2 separate regions of the Mus musculus genome follow, and region 2 is linked to region 1. The links are chromatin contacts, called in public HiCAR-type maps. All regions are on one chromosome and are shown on one strand. The core of a region is the stretch at or near the end of the contact, and the rest is flanking DNA. Distances in the headings are between cores, read along the strand shown.

The links. HiCAR-type assays count read pairs that join an accessible place to other places.
Region 2: a contact with region 1 is called in a HiCAR-type map of astrocytes, with 12 times the contacts expected there. The contact joins two enhancer-like sites. A contact is called at or near these places in 4 of 39 promoter capture datasets (embryonic stem cells, liver, pre-B cells and 1 more), 3 of 115 datasets of contacts at active chromatin or transcription factors (astrocytes, embryonic forebrain and embryonic hindbrain) and 1 of 9 other capture datasets (embryonic stem cells).

What each region holds. Positions count from the first base shown.
Region 1 is chr4:22,474,349-22,481,121 of GRCm38.p6, forward strand. No RefSeq gene overlaps it. Among named protein-coding and RNA genes, the nearest start is that of Pou3f2, 11 kb to the right of the region's middle. Within about 2 kb of position 5,208, at least 34 of the 459 cell types and tissues checked have an H3K27ac peak or open chromatin away from gene starts, as enhancers often do. A contact at or near this core is called in astrocytes, where this site is marked.
Region 2 is chr4:24,616,679-24,623,521 of GRCm38.p6, forward strand. It overlaps Klhl32 (kelch-like 32), which reads right to left. Exons shown (of 11, transcript NM_001163020.2): 11 at 1-868. The coding sequence ends at 707. Among named protein-coding and RNA genes, the nearest start is that of Gm31436, 48 kb to the right of the region's middle. Within about 2 kb of position 3,838, at least 33 of the 459 cell types and tissues checked have an H3K27ac peak or open chromatin away from gene starts, as enhancers often do. A contact at or near this core is called in astrocytes, where this site is marked.

The DNA.
Region 1 (6,773 bases), core at 3,958-6,457:
CTGGCTTCTGTCACACTTACAACTCATAACCACCACCCTGTACACTATGCCAGCTCTTTTTTTCCCCCAAAGTGTTATTTTCATTGAATCTTCCCTCTGCTATGACTCCTAATTGCCTTTTAAATCTAATTAAAACTTCCTTAAGCCCTCTAGCAGTTGACTCTAGGCACTCTCCCCAGCAGCCTTAAAGTGCAATTCCTGGTTTGTGAGAACCGTACTCACTCTCTCCTTCCGCTTTCCTGCCTCACAGTGGGCCGGCTGCCTCCTATCCTAGCCACACCTATAAAGTGTGGTCCTTATCCTGTTTCATTTGTTTCCTTGTGTAAACCATGCTTAGAGTCACCCCCCCCTTCTGTCTTTGATTATTTCAACTAAGAGTCCCAAACTGTCCTTTAGGTCATGCATGATGGGGTGTGTGCCTACATCACCCATGCCTTGATGGAGCACTCTTGTTAGTTAAGAGGCTCTAACACAATTGCAGGTATGTCCTGCTCTCCTTAGGACTGATGATCTGATCTTTCCCCTACAAATTCAACCTATGTCTAGTGAGCAGGCTTTAGGTCATGTTGGCTCTAAATACTTCAAAAACTCCCGATTCCTGCCTACCATCCTCCGTCCACTGAAGATGGGTTGCTATTGAGGCCTTAGACGTCACAGCCACCCTTCTCTCCTCTGACCCCTTATTTAGTGACCTAGAACCGAGGAACACTGGCTAGGATGCAAGCTGGGGTTCTTGTGTTTTGGGAGCTGATAGGACACCGAGCTCTTCCTGCCAGGGCTGCTTCTGGGTCTCGTCCAAGTGGTTTGGTCATCACCAAGAGCGCTGGATGATGCTGACACGGAGTTCCATCTGTTCCCCCCGGGGATGGGAGTTAGAGTGGACAGGTCCCCTGATCTAGGCTTTCCACATAAGGAGAGAAGAGTCTATCTGGCTCAGCACACCTACCACAAGCATGTGGAGGATTCAGGACCCACTGGCTAAACCTCTAACAGGAGAAAAGCCTTCATTCACTTTTGCCCTAGAATGCTGGCATAGAAGCTTGTGCAGATCCCTCTTGGCCACCCACAACCATTCCAGGGACCAACAAAAGGCCTTGCTCAAGACTTTTCTCAGCCACTTGCAACCAGCACAAAAACCTTCTGGCTCCTGGGACTGTGCTGCCAGGAGGGAAGAACTGTCTCAGACCACCGTCTCTCTTTCCCAGTGGCAGCAGGGACTTCTCCCCTTTGCTCCATACAGGGGTCCCTGGGGAGCAGGGCCTGGTTCCTGAGTAGAACAGTACCTCCCAAGGCTCCCCGTTTAGAACACAGTAGGCTGAGGGCTCCTGTGTGATCCAAACCCAGAGAGCAGAGTGTGACCCATCAGCAGTGTCCACAGTGTTTAAGCTGTTGTTGCGGTCAGTGCTGCTGCTTGCATTGGGTTGGTTTTGCGTGTATAAACCCAGAGTTCTTTTCATAACTGATTCAGGCTGCAATAAAAGATACCAGAGAAGTGTGCAGTTAAAGTTAAGTTGGCTGGCATAAAGAAATGGAATGGTTTGCAGAGTAGCAAGCTAGTTCTCCCTAGAATAATAATAGAGTAGCCACATTTGTTACAGTTACTAGAGTCCGGCGCTGGTGGTTCTAATAATGGTGTTAACCACAACCTCAAGCTTAGGCATTGTAAAAGCAAGTCTAGTGGATGGTGGTCTAAGTAGTCAGAATCAGTAGAGTGTCCCCATATATGAAAATTGAGATGGCTATCTCCACATTTCCTCCTCCTATGCCAGTAGATGCAAAGATGTGTAGCCTTATTTTTAGGTTGAAGGGATTTCTTGCTGGGCCCTCACAGCAGAGGCCTCACTAGAGTTTGAAATGACCACTTTCTATATGAGACTTCCATTTTATTTTGTGCTTCCATGTATGTTATATAAATGCTACTGGAAAATTTAAAGAAGCGCTATTATGCACAGCCTGCACATGAAGAAATGGATTTGGAAGTACCACAGGGCTTCTCAGATGTTTGTTGGCTGATAACTATGGGGAGGGGGAAGGGGTGGAGGAGGGCTGAGGTGCTGTCGCTCAAGCCTATCCAATCCAGTAACCACAAGTTTGAGCTGCCTGCAGTTCCTGTGTATGCATGTCCCCTCCTGACGTGACCTGGGGTAAAGGCAGAGTAAGTGGTGAAAACGGCACACAGTGTGGGAAACGGACTAACTTACTGGCTCCGAAGGAAGCAGACTGAGAGCTCTTTTAGGAATTTGGGAAGTGGATGTTTTCCCCCACTTCAACGGTTCTTTCACAAATGTGTCTCTGTTCAAGCGAACGCCTTAAATAAAATCACCTTTAAACTCGAAACTGAACAAGCCTTCTGTATAAAAAGATGTTCGAGGTCAAATTTTGACTTGGTTAAAATGCTACATTCGTCATTAACCGTGGCTTCCAACTTGATTCTCTGCTTTTGATTCCTACGAGAAGCTGAGAGTTCTCTGATGCACGTAATACTTGATTTTGACAGATAAGTTTGTAGGAGCAAAATATTGGGGTACATCTCTTCCTTCTCATCTTTGTTGCGGTAACTTTTAGTATAAAATGTTCTGTCCTCTCCAGTGAAACTTCAAACCTCTGCTAAGGAGCCCAGACTGGACATTTGGAAACCTTTGTATGAGTCATGCGCGTGGGGTCACCTTCATAACCTTTTCTAGGAGGAATGAGGCCAAGCATGCAGAGAGAGTGGGGAGAAGCACATTCCAGTCTGAAACTCAACTTTTGAACGGATCAGACTGTAAAATCACGAGTAGTTGCAAGTGGATGCCACTTTGGGGCGCCAAAGTTCCATTCGGCTAAAGGCTGCAATCTTGGGGTGAGAGCAGATGTACTGGGGAGGGGGTCTAGGGTGTCCTTTATTCTCCTGTTAAACTATCCTGGGAGACTTTGTTTCATAACAAGTCTGGACATGGGGGAAGAAGACTTTGTTAGAGAGGCCAAAGGAGGGTGTTGGGGGGTGGGGGGGGAGGTAAACTTACAACTGAGGAAAATCTCTTGTGAACTGACTTGGGAGCAAACGGGCCTCTTTGCTTTAGAAAGTCTCCGGTTTCTCAGAGGCCCTTGACCTCTTTTAAAGGAGGCTTATATTTGGGCAGGGTCTTCACTTCCCACTCCCACCCCACCCCCACCTAGACTAGCGACCTTGTTCATTCTGCGGTCCCCCGCGCCCCTTGATGCCTTCTCCCACGTCCGGAGGTCGCTGCTTCCAGGAAACCTGGCTCTCTCCTCCTCCTCAGGGCCACCGCGGGGTTGCGCGTCTCCTCCTGCAGCCCGCGAGGACTCTTCAGCTGGGATAAAGGGCGGCCTCCCCCGCCTGCAGGAGCCCTGGATGCTCAGCCGTCAGCTGCCGGGAGGCGCTGATTTCGTTCCCGCGCGGCCGTCGCTGCCAGGGGGGGGGGGGGGGGAGGCGGAGGGCCGCTGGTAGGGGGTGGGGGGACTGGGGCCCAAGGGCGGGCGGAGCGGGAGGCGGCAGCCTTGGCCAGCAGAAGCTGAGCTGCTGCCCGCCAGTGTTTATTACATCTCAGCCACCCTCAAAGGTTAGGAACGCGCATTTAGAGACACGATAATCCGAGTTTAAATATTAAAAGTAAAATCAGAACCAGTGGAGTATTTACCCAGAGACTGAGCAGACCTCCTTCTGCCAGGGGAGAGGACTTTGAGGAGCCGGCCGCGGGCATCAGCACTTCTTTGCCCCATTGGCACATTCAGGGCAGCAGGGACACTCTTGGGCTGCTTCCCCCGCTGTGGTGAGAGGAGAGAGCCTCAGACTCCTAGCTCTCCCAAGAAGATCGTAGCCTTGCGAGTTCGGTCCAAATCTTTTGCTTTGTCAGATTCTCCTTTTTAAGGGCTTACGGAACTAACACAAAAGGTGGCGAAAAGTGCATTGGATCAATAGCAAAGATTGTTATTTAGATAACGAATTAATCTCCCTGTTATAATACTTTTTTATAGTGAACTTTGTACCCCTTCCCTAAGAAAAAGGAATTTAAAGGGAAAAAAAGAGTCTCAAACAGGATTAAGGTTTTAATTACAACACCCTATCGAAATAGTATGTTTGATGAGCTGATCTTATCAATTTAATAGTCACGTTAAAGCTTCGGAAGTAGATGCACGGGAAATATGCTTAAGGGAGTCTTTTAAAAGTAAATCGCGCCTAAGAAACTGGAAGGCCAGCAGGTCAGAGTCGCTGCATCCAAGAAGGTTTAGGATCCGCATGCCCTACTCGGTCCGTGGGTCCGAGACCCGGGTGCGCATCTGGGATAGGGGACTGGGCCTGGCCTTGGGAGAACACTGAGCTTGAAGGAGGAAACCAACAAATAGGAGAGCTGCCTCTTCCAAGCCGAGGCCCACATCAAAGTTGGGGCCCCATAAGGGCGGTGCAGTTCACTGGGTTTGGGTCAGCCTTATATTCGAGGGGCAAATAAAGTAATTTGAGCATGCATCAATAGTTTTCCATAAAATACGAGCTAAAAGAAGTAATAGAAGTAATCACTGTCTCCTCAAATCAAGTAGAAAACATTTCAATGCACTAATTAGAGTAATTAGAATAATAAGCCTCTGCCTATATGTGGTAAGACAATGTGTACAAACAACTTTATTTAATGTATACTGGTAATCAGCGATGCGTGCCTGCTTGAATGCTTAGCGCAATAAAACTACCCTCCGTCCGCCCAAACAATCAAATACAAATTAGTTTAATGATTGTGCCTGCTGAATGTCTTAGAAATCCACAGGCAGAGGCGAGTAAATAGAAGCATCCCTGTTTGTGTACCACCCTGCCCCGGATAGCCGCAGGGCCTGGGGAGTGACCACAGGCAGACACGGCTGGATCTCCAGGATGCTCCTGAACTCGGGGCAGAGCCGTGCCCTGCTCCGGCACAGACCAGCGCTCCGCGGGAGTCCCTGCAAGTGTGGTTGGTCGCCTTCCCACTACAGTCAGGCAGTCCCCCCCACTAAAGTCCCGCAGCTTTAGGTACCCTTAGTACTCCAGCCCGCCCCGCCCCCACCCACCCCCAATGCCCGCGCGTCCCAAGCGGCCTCCCCTCCCAGAGGTGAAAGAACCCCCAACTCCCTTCTGTGAGGCTTTTGAGAGTTTCTTCTCACGTGTAAAGGCTCTCTGGAGGTTGGGAAAGGCGATGGATTGGAAGCATCCACCCAGCCTAAGAGTGAATGGGCCGGCTCAGGAGACTGAAGTCAGGCCTCCAGTCTTGGAGAGCTGCTGGAGGCTCCCCTCTGACTCGTTCGCACAGGGTACCCAGGGTTCTCCCCGCCCCCCATACAGGTTTCCTAGGAACTGACTTCGGACTTTAGGCTCACAAGTGAGTGCCGGGTTTTGGGAGAACCCTTTTCTTCCTTGCTTTAGCGCTTAGAAGACAAGGTTCCTCTCCACTGGAGGCTGACCGCTGAGGCCAGAAACTATCAAAAGTTTGTTCAGTAAGAGGAGGAGCAGCACACGTTTAGAACTTTGTTTTCCAACTTTCGGTGGTTCCCCCTTCAATGTACAACCCCCACAAAGCTAGGAATCGGCCAAATGACTTCCCAGGGAGCCGTTTGTCCAGTCTGCACGTTGTCTGACGTTGAGATCAACTTATTTTACTCTGGGCCACCATCTCTCACATTTGCTTCTCCCGAGCAGATGCCCTGGGATTTTGTCGCGTCTAAGACGCAAGGATGGCGGACAGAGAGTTGGGGGATTCACTTTTCGCTCTAAATGTCCAGTGACCTCTGTAACCCAGGCACCTCTGGCTCTGCCATAAGCTGCCAGTGGAGAGTGCCTGTGTTTTCTGACGCCTGCATTTCCCTGCCCACCCGCGACAGCCATACGCCCCCATACATCAGTACTCAAAGCAGCACCCCTAGCCTCGGGCCCTGGCAGGCTGATCTGTCATTCGTCCCAGACGGCGCCCAGCCCTATAGACCTCCCTTGAGAAGAGAGACTTGGGGTCCATCTCGACGACTGCCCTGTCCACGGAGGTCAGGGCTTCACTGCCCTTGGAGATTAGAAAAATTCAAGATTTGCCGCAGCAGCAAGGCTTGGGAGTGCAGGGAATGGCCGGCTTCCCTCGCATCTTTTCCTTCCGTGCTCAAGGCCAGCTGCCAGGGTCTCCTAACTTGGGAGGCAGCAAAGGCCGCCTTTGAGCCACAGTAGATGCCTGATGCCTGACAGGCTCAGGAAAACTGTAAGAACTTCGAAGGAATATTTGTTAGGGGAAACAACATCAGCAAAAGTTATTAATGTCAAATAATTCTCTCCAGAATCATATGCTGTGGAACATAAAAGGTCACATAAAATTTCTCTGACAGAATGAGATTTCTTCTTATCAGGGGGAGGGAGGAGCTTCTACACTTCCTATGGATTTGTTTGAGCCTCAAAGCTGGAGGTTTACAATGGTTAATTTGTGTAACTTTCTCTTTCCCACTGTGCTGCCAAACTCTATGGCCCTGTATTTCGGTCAATGGAGCCTTAAAAAAAATTTTCCCTTTCCTTTTTCAACAACTAAAGCAGAAGAAACACTGGTGGGGAGGGGAAACATATGACCCTGATTTTTAAGATCTCAAGTTTCAATTCACTTCCCAGTGAAGTTGCTTATGCATGCATGTGGCACAGAGAGAGTTAATTCCTAACAATCAAATTCCCCTCCAGCTTTCTCAGAAAGGGCCCTAACACTCCTGGTCTTTCCGAAATCCTTGAGATCTCTTTTTATTTATTTATCTTTTGTAGGAACCTTTACTCCCTACCCACCTGC
Region 2 (6,843 bases), core at 2,588-5,087, 2.1 Mb after region 1:
AGCAACACATTTTAGAATGTAAGTAACATTTTTTTTTAACCTTAGGCAAAGTTCTGAGCATTTGCCAAATCCTCATGGCATTCTTTTTAGTAAATGTGGAAATGAGCAATTATCACCAAGGGTGAGAAGCCTAGCCCTATAAAGTTCTGAAACAAGGTCAGAGTAACCAAGGTTGGAAATCTAACTTATCCAAGTCCTTTACTCCGATCACCTTGAATGAAATGTGGCACTTAAAGTGTATCTGATGTCATCCCGCTGAACTTCTGCTGAGGAATGCTGCAGAATGGTAAGCTTGAAAAGACACGCTGATGCTTGAGTAACGAAAAGGCCTAAGTACCGAAGATTATGAGGAAACTGATGCCTGCTGTGTAAGGTTCCTTACTGACAGTGTCACATGATCCCAGACAGCACTAACTAGGACAGGGGTACAAAGAATGTTTTAAAGAGCCACAAAACTATCACGTGCCGTAGGATGGCACTAAGGTGCACCACAATAAAAATCACACATATTGTATGTTTTAACACACACTGAAAGAAGTGACAAAATTCTCGATAATATGTTTTAGAAAATTATTCTTTTTTTTTTTTTTTGCTAGTATTTAGCACAATTTTAGACCTGTAAGACACGATAGGGAAGCACTGAGGATGTCCATGCCCTGTGTCCAGATGTCAAGGTCTCATTCGGTCTCCTGTGGATGCTGGCTTATCAGACAGTGCCGATCCTGTGGTGAGGCACTTGCAGAGTCTGCAGGTTGGGGCATGTGAAATACGGAGCCGGAAGGAAGCACGCCGCTATGCCGTTGGAAGCAAAGGGCAGTGTAGGTCCGTAGAACACTTCCTCTTTGCCTTCTCTGCTCACATCCAATACCTACACCAGAAGAGAGGAAGGACTACTCAAAAAATACATATGCATGGAGGGGGGCCCTTAGGCAGTAGTACTTTCTTACTGGGTGTATTTGTTACTTCTCTGATGCTGTGACAAACTACGACCAAAAGGAATCATGACAGCATCCTCGCTAGGCCTGCCTGCAGACCAATCTTAGGGAGATATTTTCTCAATTGACGTTCCCCTTGTAAGGTAACTTTAGCTTGCATCATGTCCAGAAAAGAAGCCCCAAACAAACAAAAACCCAGTACAGCTGACCCCTTGTCACATACAAACACATCAGCAGGCAATTATACTTCCTGCCATTTTCATTCATAAGATCTCATACTAATACTAATACCTCAATATAAAACACATTCCAAACTTTTAGAGTCCCACAGTCTTTAGAAATTCAAGCCCTTTCAAAGTTCAGTCTCTTTATAAAACCAACCCCAAATCTCACCACTGAAAGCCTCTAAAATATCCAAAGCCTCTGTGGGTTCCTATAAAATAAAAACAAGTTAAACACTTTCTTACTCTAAAGGGAAGACACCAGGCATAGTCACACTCAAATCATAGCAAAACCAAAGCCCAACAGTGTAAACAGCCTAATGCCTGACGTCCGTGATTGAAGATCTAGGTTTCAAAGGGTTCTGTATCTCTAGCTCTGGTATCTGCAGCACACGTAGCTGCTGTAGGCTCAGGCTGGCTGCACCGTACAGTTGCTGCTGTCCTTAGAACTCATTTCCAAAATGCTAGGGTCTCCACTGCCACTTGGCTGTGCCTTTACCAATAGCCTCTTTTGGGCTCTCTTAAGGGACTCTTACTCTGCCCCATGGAGCTAAGGCCTCAAATTCTCTCCATGACCCCTCCAGTCCTGGAACTTCCAGGGCAACTGAGAGTGCACCATCACCAATGTCCTCTCCTAGCCTCTCACAGTCAAGCTTCAGCTACTCTCAGTGACACCTTATGCCTTCAGAACCAGTACAACCTGAGAATCTTACACATTACCAAGTTCAGCTGCCAGTAGGAGGTACAGTCTTGTTGTCCTCTCTACCCCTGACACACACATACACTCTACCCAAGACCGCAGCGTCTGTTTGCTGACTCCGAGGAAACGCCTCCCAGATTTCACTTTGATGATACTAGTCTCCTCTTAATCTCCACAAACTGTCTCAGTTCCAGCTAACCAGGGTCTACATTACTGGCTGTGTTCTTATTTTTTAATCTTCACCCCCAACTGGCTAGAACCAGAAATCCTTAATTGAAAATATCCAATGACTTGAGGGAGTCTTTAAGGGACTCTCAAACTTCCTAAGCGCCACCATCTGCTCTGTACTCAGGTCTATCCTCTTAGCTCCCACAACAGACCTCTAATCAAAAATCTCAAATACCACATTTCTCCTGAAAACGGGTGGTCAGTTCTGGCACAGCAATAGCCCCTGCACCTGGTAGCAATCTCTGTCTTAGGGTTTCCATTGCTGTGGTAAAACACCATGACCAAAAGTAATCTAGGGAGTAAAGGGCTTATTTCAGCTTACAACTCTTAGGTCAGTCACTCTCCATCACTGGGAAGCCAGGCTAGGAACCTGAAACCATGAACTAAGGCAGAAGTCATGGGACAGTACAACTTACTGGCTTGCTTGCTCCCTATGGCTTGTTCGGCCTGCTTTCTCTTGCTCCCTAGTTCAGGAGTGGCACTGCCCAGAATGGACTGGGCCCTCCCACATCAATCACTCAGGTCTCTATTATCAACAGCTTTTTAAAGCTTGAAGATACCCACACTAATGGTTCTGATCCTGTGGGTCTCAACCCTTTGGGGGCGGGAGTCACCTATCAGATATTCTGCATATCAGATATTTACACTGCAGTTCATAACAATGACAAACTTACAGTTATGAGGTAGCAACAAAGTAATTTTGTGCTTGGAGGTCACCCTAACATGAAGAGATGTATTAAGGCTTGCATCACTTCAAAAGTTAAGGGCCACTACCCTAGAGGAAGAGCCACCTGTTGTGTAGCAGTTTCCTCTACGGTTAAAACCTTCCATCTTGGAGGCAGGCGGATTTCTGAGTTCGAGGCCAGCCTGGTCTACAAAGTGAGTTCCAGGACAGCCAGGGCTGTACAGAAAAACCCTGTCTCGAAAAACCAAAAACAAAAAAACAAAAAAACAAAACAAAACAAAACAAAAAAAAAACAAAAACCTTCCATCTTGGAAGGAAATATCTTCAGACATAGGATATGAAAGGGAGGTGAAACAACAGGATATTTTAGGAAATGATGCTTACATAGAGGGGAAACAATGGGCTGTTCTAAGAAGAGGTGAAGTTCTCCATCTGCAGGGCAGCTCCTTCAAACAGGAAGGAAACAACTCTAAATGGCTTTAGGAAGTCCCTTTAACTGACCCCATTCAGTACTCCTCTCCTTCCCCAAAAGTATAGAAACAGCAGAGACTACTGGGAGTCTCTCTTCAAGCTAAGCTACAAAGAAGATCGTCAGAAAAGCTGCTTCGAAGAGACTCAGCCCCAGCAGCCTGGAAGAAAGAGACCCTTCAGGCATCCTGGAAGGAGCAGAGAGAGCAGCCAAATTGCCTAAACAAAGAAAAACCAGACAAACTGGAAGAGTCGCATACTAACTGGGGCACTATGACAGAACCCGATCCATCATGTTGAGGTAACACAGCTGTTTGAGTCATTTCTGTTCCTGTAACTAATCCCTCGCCCATATCCCTGTAAATAATCTCAGTAAAACTCATTGGCTCACCAAGTTTGACTTTGGTGTTATCCGTGCTTTGATCTGTCATTAGTTTCCTATCTAGGGTGAGTTGACATTTGTTCTCATCTCTTCAGGAGTGATATCACAAAAATAATGACCATCTTCTTAAATCAAATGGCCTTATTTGCAAGTGTTCTGTAAAAGGGCAATGTTCTGGGCCTCATTTTTTGCCAAGAAAGGAGGAACCTCTCTTCTTCCAGGAAGAATGCTACTTCTGTATAAACCACTCTGGAGCCGTCAGTCTGAGATGCAGCCAAAAAACCTTTGAGCCTGAGCAAATGAACTTTGCTGACATTCCAACTCTAGGGGGCGGTACCCAGCCTGGGATGCTGACTGCCAGGGCTGGCTCGCTCCTATTTGCGGTAGTCTTCGGGCCCTGCCATCTTGGTTTTTTTTTTTTTTTTTTTTTTTTTTAGGCTATTTTGTATTCAAGAAACTGAACTCCTTTATCAAGGGCACCACCAAAAAGCCATTCCAACAGCAAGCATAGTTCACATTTTCTGATGCCTAAGACTGCTCCAAAAGCCCCTGCTTACTGAGGCCCTTGTCTAGGAACAAGTTACAAGAGCAACAGCTATGCCTCTATTGCTTTTTGTTTGTTTGGTTTTTGTTTTGCCTAGCTAGTGCAAACAAGTCAGAAATGTTAACTAGAACCGTGTCATTTTGGAAAGCTGTACCATTTGGATTAAACAGTAACAATTTATGCAGTAAAATAATTTGTCTAGATTCTTGCACTCTCTGACCCCTAACCCTAGAAATAGCTAGCAACCAGAGACGTACCAGTCACCCAGTTTTTAAGACACCTCCCTCACAATGGCTGACCACAAGTTGAACATGGAAGCATTTCAGTCTCCTTTTAACCCTGCCACTAGCCCACCCTTGTAGTGGGTCCCTGGCTATGGGTCTTGCTTTATATTTATAGCCCCTCTACAGGCCTGTTCTTGAATAACACCTGTGCTATTCTTGAGTCCCTGATTCCCTTTATTGCTCCTTCTTGCCAGCTCTAAGATCACTCAATATCTATCAAAACCATGCAAGGTTAAGTATTGCCTTCAATTTTTAGAGAAGAAAACAGAAAAATTAAGTGACTTTCTCGAGATAACTTGGCTGTAAATGGTAGCTCTAGCCAGTATTTTAATCCAAGGATGTAGCCCAGAAGAGCCAGGACTTAGTGCCTTCCCCCAAATGAATACTGTGTGATTCCCTGGCCCAGCAGTGACTGCATATGTTAAGCAGATGTAATGTATTTAATCTGGGAGGGAAAAAGAACGCTTTTGGCAGATTTTCTCCTAAACACTCCCCAGTAAACTGGCAGGAAGGAGACACGTGGGAAGCGGCAGTGCCAGACTGCCAGCTTATCCTCCGGCCAAAAGGAAGTAACAGGAAAGGAGAATAACAGAGAAAAATCTGGAAACACAGACGAGTCACCTGCATGCTCACACAGCGGCCTGTGTGTCCTGGTCACCTCAGGCACATCAGATTAGAGTCAGGCTACATGCCAGACAGCCCCAGGCCCACAAAATTAATAAGAATGCTTTTTAGTTTTCAGGATCTATATCCTGTGAGTGTATGTATTACTAGTGGTTCTAAACCTCAACATCTTTTACAAATGTTAATGCAGGGCTTCCCAGCCTTCCTCAGTCTGGACTGTCTTACAATGAACGGAGTAGCATATGCTAGCTCTGTAGTAGCTGAAATGGCTTCTTATGCGTGTCACTCCAGGTGGCTGACCCCACAAATGACTGTTAAATGAACCTGGATCAGAGGCCAGGAGGAGCAGTCTGCTAAGATAAGAGTATTGGCTGGTATTTTTAAAGGCAAAAAGAATTGGTTTGGGATACTAGTGAGAGACGCTCTGAACTACTTAACTATACTCTTCATTAATCAGCCCTGATATTAGACTACTCACAATTATAAATTAATCTCGGATTATGAGTGACAGAGATTTGAACTTTGATACTTTAAGTGTGCGTCTGATTCTCACGACCACTCTGTCCTACATCTAGGAACTTCTAGTGTCTAACATTTTCTCACCTTCACCAATCTGACTTTCCACTGTCTCGTTTCTCGATTGGATATTACTCCGGCAGATACTAATAATGCTAGGGATGTGACAGGCTTTTAAACACAGGGCTGGGCTCTCTACCCAGTGGCATGCTACTGTTCATCCACGAAGATGACTAGATCTGAAGTCAGCAACAGAGTAGAAGCATCTGATCCTTAGTTCAGATGGAAAGATGCTCAGCAATTAGTTGCCACTACCTGGCATGCAAGATTCATGATGCAGAAAGCTATTGTTGAGGCTAGAGGGAGAGCGAGCTCAGAGGTTTAGAGTGTACAATGCTCTTGCAGAAGGCCAGAGTTCAGTCCCTAGCACCCATGTTGGGTGACTCATAACTCTTCATCACTCCAGCTCCAGGCAGATCCAGTGCCTCCAACATCTGTGAACTGATGTGTTCAAAGGCACACACATACTTTTAGGAGCTTGGTCTGGTGCTGCTTGTATTCAAATGCTAAATTCTGTACCCCAAGATCTGGTTGCTCCAAGATGAGCAGATCCTCACCCATGCCAACTTTTGTTGTGTATACCGTGCTCCACCCCCCACCAAGTTGTCACTGATTGGTTAATAAAGATGCCTACAGTCTGGGCTGTGCAGAAGATAGGGTCCGGAGTGAAGGTTCCCAGGGTTTGGGGTCAGAGGAGAGACTATGAGGTAGAGAGGGAATAAAGGAAGAAGTTGCCATGGGTTACTGTGAGCTCATGGCCAGAAGGGCCGACCTGATGGAGTAGGAGTGGCCCAGGCAGAACACGGCAAGTGATATCTCAGGGTTAATGATAGGGAAATAGAAAATAGCATAAAGCGTTGATATCTGCCCAACTCTAGTGCCTTAAGACTTATTATAACTATAAAAGTTTTGTGTCTTTTATTTGGAAACTAAATGATCTAAGGTGGGGAAGAAAGCCCCAAATGATATTTACCACAGCACACATGAACATGCATACACATAATTTAAAAGTTAAACCACTAAAACGCTATTATCCCTGAAGATTCTGTTTCCAAATGTCTCTCTAAATGATAAACCATATGCTAATATGCTCACGCCTATTAATCATAAGACCTCGTATGCATACATGTTTGTTGGGCTACAGAGATGGCTCAGGGGATAAAGAGCTTGCCCTGCAAGCATGAAGAACAAAGTTC